3 separate regions of the Mus musculus genome follow, and regions 2 and 3 are each linked to region 1. A link is a contact called in public Hi-C and HiChIP or PLAC-seq data. All regions are on one chromosome and are shown on one strand. The core of a region is the stretch at or near the end of the contact, and the rest is flanking DNA. Distances in the headings are between cores, read along the strand shown. Region 1 has its middle 59 kb from the start of 4921525O09Rik. Region 2 has its middle 65 kb from the start of Gadd45g. Region 3 has its middle 110 kb from the start of Gadd45g.

Region 1 (3,290 bases), core at 390-2,889:
CTATTCTGGAAAACCCTAACTAATACATATAGTGGGTGGTACATGCTTTTAATCCAAGCACTCAGGAGGCAGAGGCAGATTGAGCTCTATAAGTTTGTGGCCCATCTGGTCCACAGTGAGTTCTAAATCATCTAAGGCTACATAGCAAGACTTTAAATAAATAAAAAAGATGAACAAACAGAACAACAATAAAATAAATCCTTCCAAGAACACAAGTCCTGTCTATATTTATTCAGTGCTGTATCTCCCATGCCTGGAGGAAAGAGCCCGGACCCCAAATTCCATCCAGGCGTCTTTCCCGAGACCAAATACTACCTTTGCTTTAGGGGTTGAAGCTTCCCGCAAAGATAGAGTCCAGGCTTCTCAGGATCCCCACTGTGGACCCATAACTAGTGCCCCAGAGGCTGCGCCCCAACCCCACCCTAGCAGACATGTGCAGAGATGGACACTCCTATTCATCTGAGGCTTAGTCTAGATCTGTAATTTCAATTTCCTAAAGAAGGAAAGAGGCCACGAGACCCTTAGCCTATCCTCTTGTGATAGCTAAGGTCTACACCCATCCAATTAGCAGCCCAGGCGTGAACTCTTCTGTGTGAGAGAGCCCTGTCAGCCAAGGGAGCTGGAGCCCAAGAGGCTCTTTCTCCCTACCTGTTGAACTCTGAGACCCCTGCAGCTGCAGGTTCTGAGACATAAGACTCTCTAGCTCCACACCACAAACCTAGGGATTGGGGCTCCCCACTGGATGGAGACCCATCTCCCAAGCCCCCTGCATTCTTGTATACATCTCTGCAAGTGTGTGCCTGACACTGAAGGAGGCTGAGTAGTTCTGGCTGGACCTTGTAAGTTGTTTTACTTCCAGTGCCGGGGATTGAACTCAGGACCTCACGCATGCTAGGCAGGTTCTCTAAGGTCATCCTCAGCCCCCAAGAGCCACCGATGTAAAGGACAGAGGGATCCTAGGTAGAGCACACCTTCCCAGGTCGTCACTTCCCTCTGGCCTCTCCAGGCTTCTTAGAGAAAGACAATATAGCTGGATGTTACCTAACCCTAATTCTGTTGCTATGACATCTGGACTTCCAGACCTGACTCTAATCCTCATTAATTGGATCCCCAGCTTCCAAATGTTTCCTCTTGTTTCTCTAAGTCTCTCTGCAAGAGGAACGAACACCGCAAGTCAGTAGGCCTTCAGTTATATATAGGTCAGGAGGTTGTGGGTCAGTTCTGCAAACCGTTTATTGATTTACATTCTTACGTCTTCCTGGTCTCCTCTGAACACGTGTCACTTTCACTTTGAGAAAGAAAACTGTACATGCCTGCGCCACTCAAGTTAAACTTTGTCAGGAAGCTCCAAGAGCACTCTGTGAGTGTGGGTCTCAAAGTACCCAAGCTGGTAGAAGAACTCGGGCTTTGAGCCAACCAAAATCGTCCACTTGGCTATTTCAAGTCTTTTCCCCTTCTTCAGTACAGTGATGAGTGGCACCCGGATAAAGTTTTTGTTTACCAAAAGTTCCTCCCAGAATAGAAACTGCCCACAATATTTTTCTTGTGGAGGACATTTAGCGGGCCATGGTGTTCAGAGCTGATGCTTTCTGCTGTACAAAGCAGAGCTGGGTGTCACCTCTGGACTCTGCCAGAGGAGGCAAGGACCTTGTTCCTAACCAACCTTGGGACTCTCAGATCTCTGGAATGTTTCAGTACTGCCTGGTCTAAGTGAGTGTTTTGTTTGGTTGATTTTGTAACTTAAAGCTTGGGCAAGCTGTTCAGCTTCTTTTCTCCCTGCTAGCAGAAGCCAGCAAAAAGAAAATTATGACAGGGTCCCATGGGTGAGGATAGAATTTCCAACAAGCTAGTCTTTTAGGAGGGTGACCCATCTAGAGATGACAAATGGTCAGTCCCAAAGGCAGCAGCTGGCCTCACTGTAAATCCAGGTTCAGGGTCCTTTAAAGCATACACCTGTTGCAAGGGAGTCCCTGTCACAAGCCTGCAGCTGTGGGTGCCGTTTGCAGCCCGCTTATGTCAACACGCACCATGGGGCTGGTCAACGGGTGGCGTGAGGATCTGATGATGGATGCATTTTATGACAGCGCCTGTTGCCCGGCAGAAAAACACCCCGTATGATTTAATAGGACCACAGCAAATCCTAACAGCAAAACATTCATCTGGCGAAGGCTGCAGACTCTTACACAGCTCTTGCCAGGTTTCTATGGTGATGATGTTCATTGTAAGCACAGAACAAGCACCGATTCACAGTGTCCAGCAGAGGCTACAGTCTCCTCCACCCTCCTGCTTGCTTGCTGCAGGCAGCCGTGGCTTCCATGCTAAACGTGCACCCTGGAGTAAAATCAAGTCCCCTTGCACTCTCCGTCCCCCCAGAGAGGAGTGGAGCGTGCAGACACAAAGCAAACAGAGATGCTAGCAGGGTGTTGGGATGCACCAAATAAATGGTAACACCAATCTGTTCAGCTGATCACTGTTTTTATTCTTGCCCTCTTTATTAACATGGCTGAGGAAGCATACCACAGCTCATGGGTGGAGATCACAGGACAACCTCTGCTGGTCCTATTAAACCATACAGGGACTTTTTGCCTGAGACACTCTTACTGTCCCCTACTGCACACTCCAAGGCTAGCTGACCCTCACGCTTCTGTGGCTCCTTGTCTTAGCCTCCCATCTCACTGTAAGAATGCTGGGCTTACAGATGTGTCTGCTACTGCATCTGGCCCCTCTGATGCACCTTCAAGTTTAAAAACGTTAGCATTTTTGTGGACGGGGGTGGGGGTGGCTAGGTAAATTTCCAGATGAAGAGTTGTATTGAGGAATTTGTTCTCTGAGGGAATTTCAGAGCCATCTCTATGTACATTGTGATCCAATCTGGGACAATCTTGCAAACAGGGACAGCAAATCCCTGCCAAGATCTGGTGTGTGATCATTCAGGTCTCATCTGCTGCTTGCAAAATCCTGGGAAACTGGCCTGTTTGTCTGGAAGAACCAAGTGCTGTGCCAGCAGCAGACCCTGGCTCACAGCTCTGTTCAATACTGTTTGACATCCCTGCAACGTGATGGGTTCTCAGCTCTGCCACCAGGACTTCCAGTATGCGAGAGCCACTATGGATTCTTCTCTGTCACAGATGTGTCTTGTATAGCTGACAGGTCATCCCCAGCCTCTGAAACATCCCTGTTCTCATCACCATCATGATCTTATTAATAATAATACTAAAAGACCCTCCCCCACATACACACTTTTAAAAAAATGAAGTTCCTCTCTCTCCCTTATGCATCTTTAGCTCATC
Region 2 (3,290 bases), core at 226-2,725, 240 kb after region 1:
TCACATGCCCATAGCCACCAGTGCACACATTCAAATGGTAGGCCAGCAAAGCTCCAAGCCTGATTCTCCAGTCTAATATGTCAAATGGGCTTGTTTATCTTGCAGTTCTGTAGTTCCTAGCCAGTCATTCCAAATCCAGAAAGCCCTGGGAACAAGACACTGTTTCATAACAGGTTTAGAGGCAGGGTTCAACCTGAATGCACGTGAGGCATTCTCTGCCTGACTTAGTTTTGCTATAAAACATTAATACCTTTGCCTGCCGGCTGCTACCCACACACAGTGGGGTTGGGTGGAGCATGTGATCCACACACTGCCCAAAACAGCCGCAGGCTCAAATCCCATCTGGCTCCAGGGTTACAGGTGAAGGGTTTCACCCATAGCTAGCATGCACAGACAGTGGGTGCTTACATTCCCACGGAAGCCTGGGACCCACGGTGGCCCATTACCCAGAATCCACCACTAGGTGATCTGTTCACCCTGGGGCAGGGGGGTGGGGAGGGGGAGTGACCACAGAGTACTGAAGAGACAAATTAAGTCAAACAGAATCAGGCGGGACTTCAACTCTAAGCTTCTAGACAATGTGCTGAATGCTCTTCCTTCTGGGCCCAAATCTTATAACTCCCTCAAACTGACTGCCTCCAAAAGGAACTTCTGGGGGCTTGTCTGTCTCCTTCCTGTCCCTGATGAGACAGGGGACATGTGTACAACATAGGTACACACACGCTCATGTATACACGTACCCCTCTCTCTTAGAGGCGAGCTCTGGAAACCTCTCCACAGAACTCCATAGCAGCCATTGCCCCAATACAGACAACCTGAACATAGTAGGACCAAAAATCTGGTAGCTCCAGCACCGGTCTCCAATCCCACCAGAACTCATGCTACCCAGCCAAGGGGAAGTTCCAGGATTTTCTCCCAGATGGCTTTGACTCTCCTTTTCCAGAATCACTCTCAAAGGTAATTTCAGAGTCAACAAAGAAACCCTGCTCAGCACACCCCTATGGTGTGGAAACTGAAGTTAAAAGATTGCTTAAGAGCAGCCGCACATCAAAGCCCTCGCCCCTCAAAGAGAGATCCCAAACCCCAAGGCCACCTCACGGAAAGCTGACAGCTAAGCGGGTAGGGGCGCGGCTCCTCTGTGAGCCCGAGAACAGGGTGGAGGAGGGCAGTTCAAGGAAGTGTAGAGGTTCTTTGAACTTGGAAAAGGGGTGACTTGGAAGCTTGCCCTTCTGCTACTCAGGTTCACAGCTGAGGGCTGACACCTGCTTGTACTCGAAGGATCCCTCCCTGCCCCCCCCTCCCCAAGTCAGGAGGGACTCTGGGGATTCTCCGTTTCCTCCCCCATTGCACTGCGACAACAAGCCAAGGACACAAGAACCTGGAGACCACAGATCTTCCGCCCTGCTCAGGAGAGCCCATTCTTCCCTCCAGCTTCCCGGCCTGCTACCTTATCACCAATGTCAACACACATTTCCCAACAGTGCTAAAGAGTCCCGAAAGCAAATATTCTACTGCCTCCGGGAACTCTCTGGGTACAAGGCTTTGATGGGAGCAGGTACATCAGCCGAGACCAGCACCTCTGTCGATGCAGTAATAAACCTTACGTGCATACCCCAGATGGTGAGCCACAGGGCTAGGGCTCTCCCACCTGGGTTCAGGTAGAGAGCACCTGCAGACAGGCCCAAGTGACACACGCATGGGTTACCTGATGCAGGGTCCTATTGGCTCAGTGGCAGAAGGCTAAGCTGTAGACCTCATGCCACCAGCAATTTGTATGTGAAGAAAGTTGGACTGAACAATCCCTTTTGATAATCAATCATTTTAACACTCATGTTTATCCTTAAATGAAATTCTTGGATACTACTATTACATACATATAAACAGTATATAGATGAGTGACAGATGGACCGTTAATGGTGACAGATGAATGGGCAGGTGTTGATGACACTAGGTGGATGTACAGACAATACCAATGGATGGATGATGGATGGATGGATGGATGGATGGATGGATGGATGGATGGATGGATGGATGGATGGATGGTGTATGATGGATGGATGGTGTATGATGGATGGATGGATGGATGATGGATGGATGGATGGATGGATGGATGGGTGATGATGAACTGGTAGATATGTGAGTAGTTGGATGTGTTTACCATTTATAATGACATCTTTTTGAATAGCAAACATCTAGGTACAATTCTCATAGGATATGCCAACTCCTTAAACATTGACATTAGGTATACTTTCAGAAGATACAACAACTGGCATCAGGCATTGTCTCAGCAGTTCGTGGGGCTCTCACCAGTGCTACATATATTTTTGTGTATGTGAAAGTGTGTGGAAGCTAAAAACAATACAAAGCCTAGAGCACGCCTTGACGGGCATCATAGCTGCCTGCCTAGGAAAAGTATTGTTTATTGTAGCCTCATGAGAAATGCACGATGTCTCTAGATCAAAGGTGGGGACAGGGCTGCCTTCCAATGCAGACCCTTCATCCAAGTAATTGGCTGATGGCTGATAAGAGACCCACCGAGCCATATGATCATGTGACACTCTCCCTAGGAAAATCCCAAATCCCTTTAGCCCTGCGCACAGAAGGCCAGCAGACCCTGGGGCATTATTTCCATTTTTTAAAACCTCCCTGACAAATTCCTATTGGGTTTTTTTTCAATAGCTTTTTTTAAAGATTTATTTATTATTTATTATATGTAAGTACACTGTAGCTGTCTTCAGACACTCCAGAAGAGGGAGTCAGATCTCATTATGGATGGTTGTGAGCCACCATGTGGTTGCTGGGATTTGAACTCCGGACCTTTGGAAGAGCAGTCGGGTGCTCTTACCTGCTGAGCCATCTCACCAGCCCCCTATTGGGTTTTTATGAACCACTACCTCTCTGAGGGCCACCACTAAGGGGAGAATCCAGCCCCCCAGTAGGTTGAACCAGGGCTTCAGCAACTTCCCCGGAAACTCAGTAGCCACTTACATTCCATCATAGCTCCTGAGACTTGACATTAGACAAGACTAAGCCACTGAGATGGGCCACCTATAGACCCTCTGAATCCCCTTTGCCCACCCCTGAACAGGCAATCTTCCCTTAGGCTGCAGCATCAACCCCAGGCATGTCCAAATAGGATTAGGGTTGGGATTAAAGTTAGGACTGGTGGTGTGTAGATGGGTAGTTGGATGGAGGGGTGAATAGATGGGAAGGATGAGTGGATAGATGGTTGGGTGGGAGGGTGGATGGGTAGATGTGTGGATGTGGATGAATGGACAGACTGGATGGAT
Region 3 (3,290 bases), core at 210-2,709, 200 kb after region 1:
GCCAGAGGCCTCGGGCCTACCTATCCTGTCAGGCTGCCAACAGCATGCTAACCTTAGTAATTAAGTGCTGACAGTGTAAAATTCAGCAACCCCAACACCCTCAGCTGCTATGTTAGAGTGTCTGTCCCATGCTTTTCAGATGACTGCTCTGAGAGAGTTGGCCAGAGATGAACCAGGCTCTGTCCTGTCACGAGCTACAAGCATATCAGCCAGGGCTATTAGTTGGGAAGGAAGGGGCTGCAATCAGGACTCCTAGAGGTTCATTCTGCTCCCCACAAGATACTTATAAGACATCAGAAAGAGCTGATGGCTGAAACCAAGCATCTGTCCTAACAGCCTGTGGCATGCTGAGGTGCCTGTAAGTTACCTCGAACAGCAAGGGTTACAGTCTCTGTCATCTAGGCATTGCCAGAGATCAGACCCATTGGAGTAACAGACAGAGTGAGGGGGTGTGGTCAGCCATTTGCTTTCACTCTGGGATGGGCAGCCCTGGAGAAGGAACCAGTACACAGTTTTCTGGCATCCATGTTTTGCAACCTAGCCTATTGTGTTAGTCATTTGCTCACCAGCCGAAGACTCGGTGGCCACAGAGTGCTGGGAGGGCTAGGCAGTGGGGCACAATCTTCAACCCAAAGATAGGATGAAGTTATCAGGGTAGTAGCCTGTGTCACACTTAGGCCGGGCTTGGCTCTGCACATCTGCTCCTACTCTGGTCTCAAAAGCCACCTGTCCATCACTGACGATGGGAGGGATTTTCTTTAGGTCAGCTCAGCATACTTTCACACAGACACACACACACACACACACACACACACCCTTTTAGAATCTGTGCACCCCCTTCCAGAACTAAGGCCAGAGTGGGTTGCTCCATACAAGATAACATCATTGACAAAACTTGGCACACAGTTCCATACAAGATTCAGGGATGGTCTCCAGGCTCCTCCCCCCCACAGGACATGCGACCTGCCATCTTTGGATATAAAAGAAGTAAAGGTCACTCTGATGATGTCCTGAGCTGCATTGCCATGTTCTGAAGCCCCCAAAGACAGTTGTCTATGGCAGTGTACTGAAGCCAACTGGGAGGGCAGCAGGTCTCTGAGGTGGGACAAGCGGAACAGGTAATGAAGTTGTCTCTGTCCCAGACCTGTAATGACGCTTCACTGGGTTCAGAAGTCTACATAGCTTCAGATAAATATGTGTGAGTATGTGAGTGCTTTCGAGCACATGTGGGTCTACATGGTGTGTGTGTGTGTGTGTGTGTGTGTGTGTGTGTGTGTGTGTTTATAAACGACTATCCAACCTGTAAAAACCCTAGGATGACCAACACATCTAATTCACTCTGTAGAGCTCAGACATCCTTGAGAGATTCAACTTGTGCCTGCCTCCCAGTTCATCAAAGCTCAGCTGCCACCGATGAGCCTTTTAGGAAGCTCGTGGGTACTGACTGTCACAGCGAAAGCCCAAAGTAGAGAAAAACGTATATCAAAGAGATCTGTGGTTATTGCATTTTTCTAATGGAGTAGGTCTCACTGAGCTTCACAGAAAACCCGCAAAGTGTTTAAGGAAATTGTATCAGCAAAACTCCCTCCAACGTAACCTCAAACCCACAGAGTCAGGGTCCTCTGAGCTTCTGAGCTCCCCTCTTAGGCCATGCCTGCCTCTGCTGGGTCTGGAGCAAGTCAAAGAAAGGGAATTTGCTCTCTCATACTCTCTCTCTCTCTCTCTCTCTCTCTCTCTCTCTCTCTCTGTCTCTGTCTGTCTTTTTCTCACTCTCACTCTCTTCCTCCATTCCTTCCTCCATTCCTCCCTCCCTCCCTCCCTCTCTCCCTCTTTCTCCTGCCCTCCCCATGTCCAAGTCTAATGAATGCCAGGCCTCCAATTCACTATGTAGCTGAGAGTGGCCTTGAATTTCTGATCCTCCTGCTGGGGTTATAGGGCTATCCCATCACACCAGCTTTGCACCATGCTGGGTATGGAACCCAGGGCTTCCAGCACACTAGGCAAGCATTCTACTACCTGAGTCGCACTCTCATCTGAGAGCTTGTCTTTCCATGCCCAGGTCCACATACTGAGCACAGCTCTATATAAGCATTTCTCATGGATCAAAGGAGACGCAGAGTGGGTGAGACAACTGAGCAGGCAGAGGAGCCTGCGCAGTACCATGGCCTGAGTTCAAACTCTGGAGCCCACCGGGTAACAGGAGATAAATGACTCCTTTGAACTATCCTCTGACCTCCACACTTACATAGTTGCACACAAGTAAACACACACACACACACACACACACACACACACACACAGGTTTTAAGAGGAAACCAAGACCCCAACAGCCTGGGAGGAAATGTATCTACCATGAGGAGGTCAGAGTTCAACACACTGAATATTCACACCCCTAAATTTCATACTGACCCCTAGCCTCTGTGTGAGAGTTCCCAAAGATGGAGACTGGGAGACTACTCAAGTCCTGAGGAGACGGTGTTTTCAGAGAGGAGGCTTCAGGGGGCCTCTAGTCCTTGCTGCCACATGAGAATCTACAAACCAAGAAGTGGCTCCCCCACAGGCACCAAATCTGCCAACGCCTTGCTCTTCCAAGAGTGTTAGGACTTGATGCCTCTTGCTCGAGCAGCCAACACAGAGACGAGAAAGCTGCAGGCCTCACTTTGCTTCTCTGCCTGATTGGCGAGAGCAATGCCTTAGAGATCAGGGAGGCTCACCTCTCTCTGGCCACGAAGATTAGGCTAGAAGGGCTCTGGCCCCATGAATGACTTAATCCCTTGATGGAGTCATTATATCCTGGCATTAGTGGGAGACTGTGAAAGACAGGATGTGGGGCCTGGTTGGAGGAAGTCCATCGGTGGGGTAGGTCCCTGGGAGCTGTATCCTGTGTGGGCTTCTTTCTATATGCCCCCTTGTCTCTACTTCCTGTCTGCTGAGAGGTGAAGAACGGCTTTCCAGACAGTTCTGCTCTCATGATGTCCTGCTGGGATGCACGGGCCGAGCAACTGTGGGCAGAACCCCCTAATACTGTGCACTAAATAAGTCTCTCCTCTCTTATATTGCATATTGGTCACAGCACTGCTAAAGGTAAGCCCTGCCCAACCTTAAAAGGACTACGACCCCACCCAGCACCTCCAAGGACCCTAGGCAGAGGTCCAGCTGAACCACATAGATTCCTGCCCAGATTCCTGACCACAGGGACTTAGTGGTGCTAAGTGTTCCTATTTTGATCCCCCTAGGATTAGGGTGGTTAAGCAGCCACGAGCAGTGAAAATAACCCCCTCCCCCAAAGC

Evidence for each region. A called contact is a pair of places that touch in the nucleus more often than the background predicts. HiChIP or PLAC-seq counts read pairs in DNA pulled down with a chosen protein or histone mark.
Region 2: a contact with region 1 is called in a Hi-C map of liver, with 2.8 times the contacts expected there. The contact joins two enhancer-like sites. A contact is called at or near these places in 1 of 39 promoter capture datasets (liver), 1 of 15 datasets of contacts at CTCF or cohesin (CD8 T cells), 8 of 484 Hi-C or Micro-C datasets (astrocytes, bone marrow-derived macrophages and liver), 3 of 115 datasets of contacts at active chromatin or transcription factors (astrocytes and regulatory T cells) and 2 of 9 other capture datasets (embryonic stem cells and embryonic trunk).
Region 3: an H3K27ac HiChIP or PLAC-seq map of regulatory T cells shows a contact between it and region 1, with 2.7 times the contacts expected there. The contact joins two enhancer-like sites. A contact is called at or near these places in 1 of 15 datasets of contacts at CTCF or cohesin (CD8 T cells), 2 of 484 Hi-C or Micro-C datasets (bone marrow-derived macrophages and nephron progenitors), 6 of 115 datasets of contacts at active chromatin or transcription factors (effector CD8 T cells, embryonic basal ganglia, large pre-B cells and 3 more) and 1 of 9 other capture datasets (embryonic stem cells).

What each region holds. Positions count from the first base shown.
Region 1 is chr13:52,153,975-52,157,264 of GRCm38.p6, reverse strand. No RefSeq gene overlaps it. Among named protein-coding and RNA genes, the nearest start is that of 4921525O09Rik, 59 kb to the right of the region's middle. Within about 2 kb of position 1,639, at least 116 of the 459 cell types and tissues checked have an H3K27ac peak or open chromatin away from gene starts, as enhancers often do. A contact at or near this core is called in CD8 T cells, liver and regulatory T cells, where this site is marked.
Region 2 is chr13:51,909,651-51,912,940 of GRCm38.p6, reverse strand. No RefSeq gene overlaps it. Among named protein-coding and RNA genes, the nearest start is that of Gadd45g, 65 kb to the right of the region's middle. Within about 2 kb of position 1,475, at least 41 of the 459 cell types and tissues checked have an H3K27ac peak or open chromatin away from gene starts, as enhancers often do. A contact at or near this core is called in CD8 T cells, liver and regulatory T cells, where this site is marked.
Region 3 is chr13:51,950,035-51,953,324 of GRCm38.p6, reverse strand. No RefSeq gene overlaps it. Among named protein-coding and RNA genes, the nearest start is that of Gadd45g, 110 kb to the right of the region's middle. Within about 2 kb of position 1,459, at least 24 of the 459 cell types and tissues checked have an H3K27ac peak or open chromatin away from gene starts, as enhancers often do. A contact at or near this core is called in CD8 T cells and regulatory T cells, where this site is marked.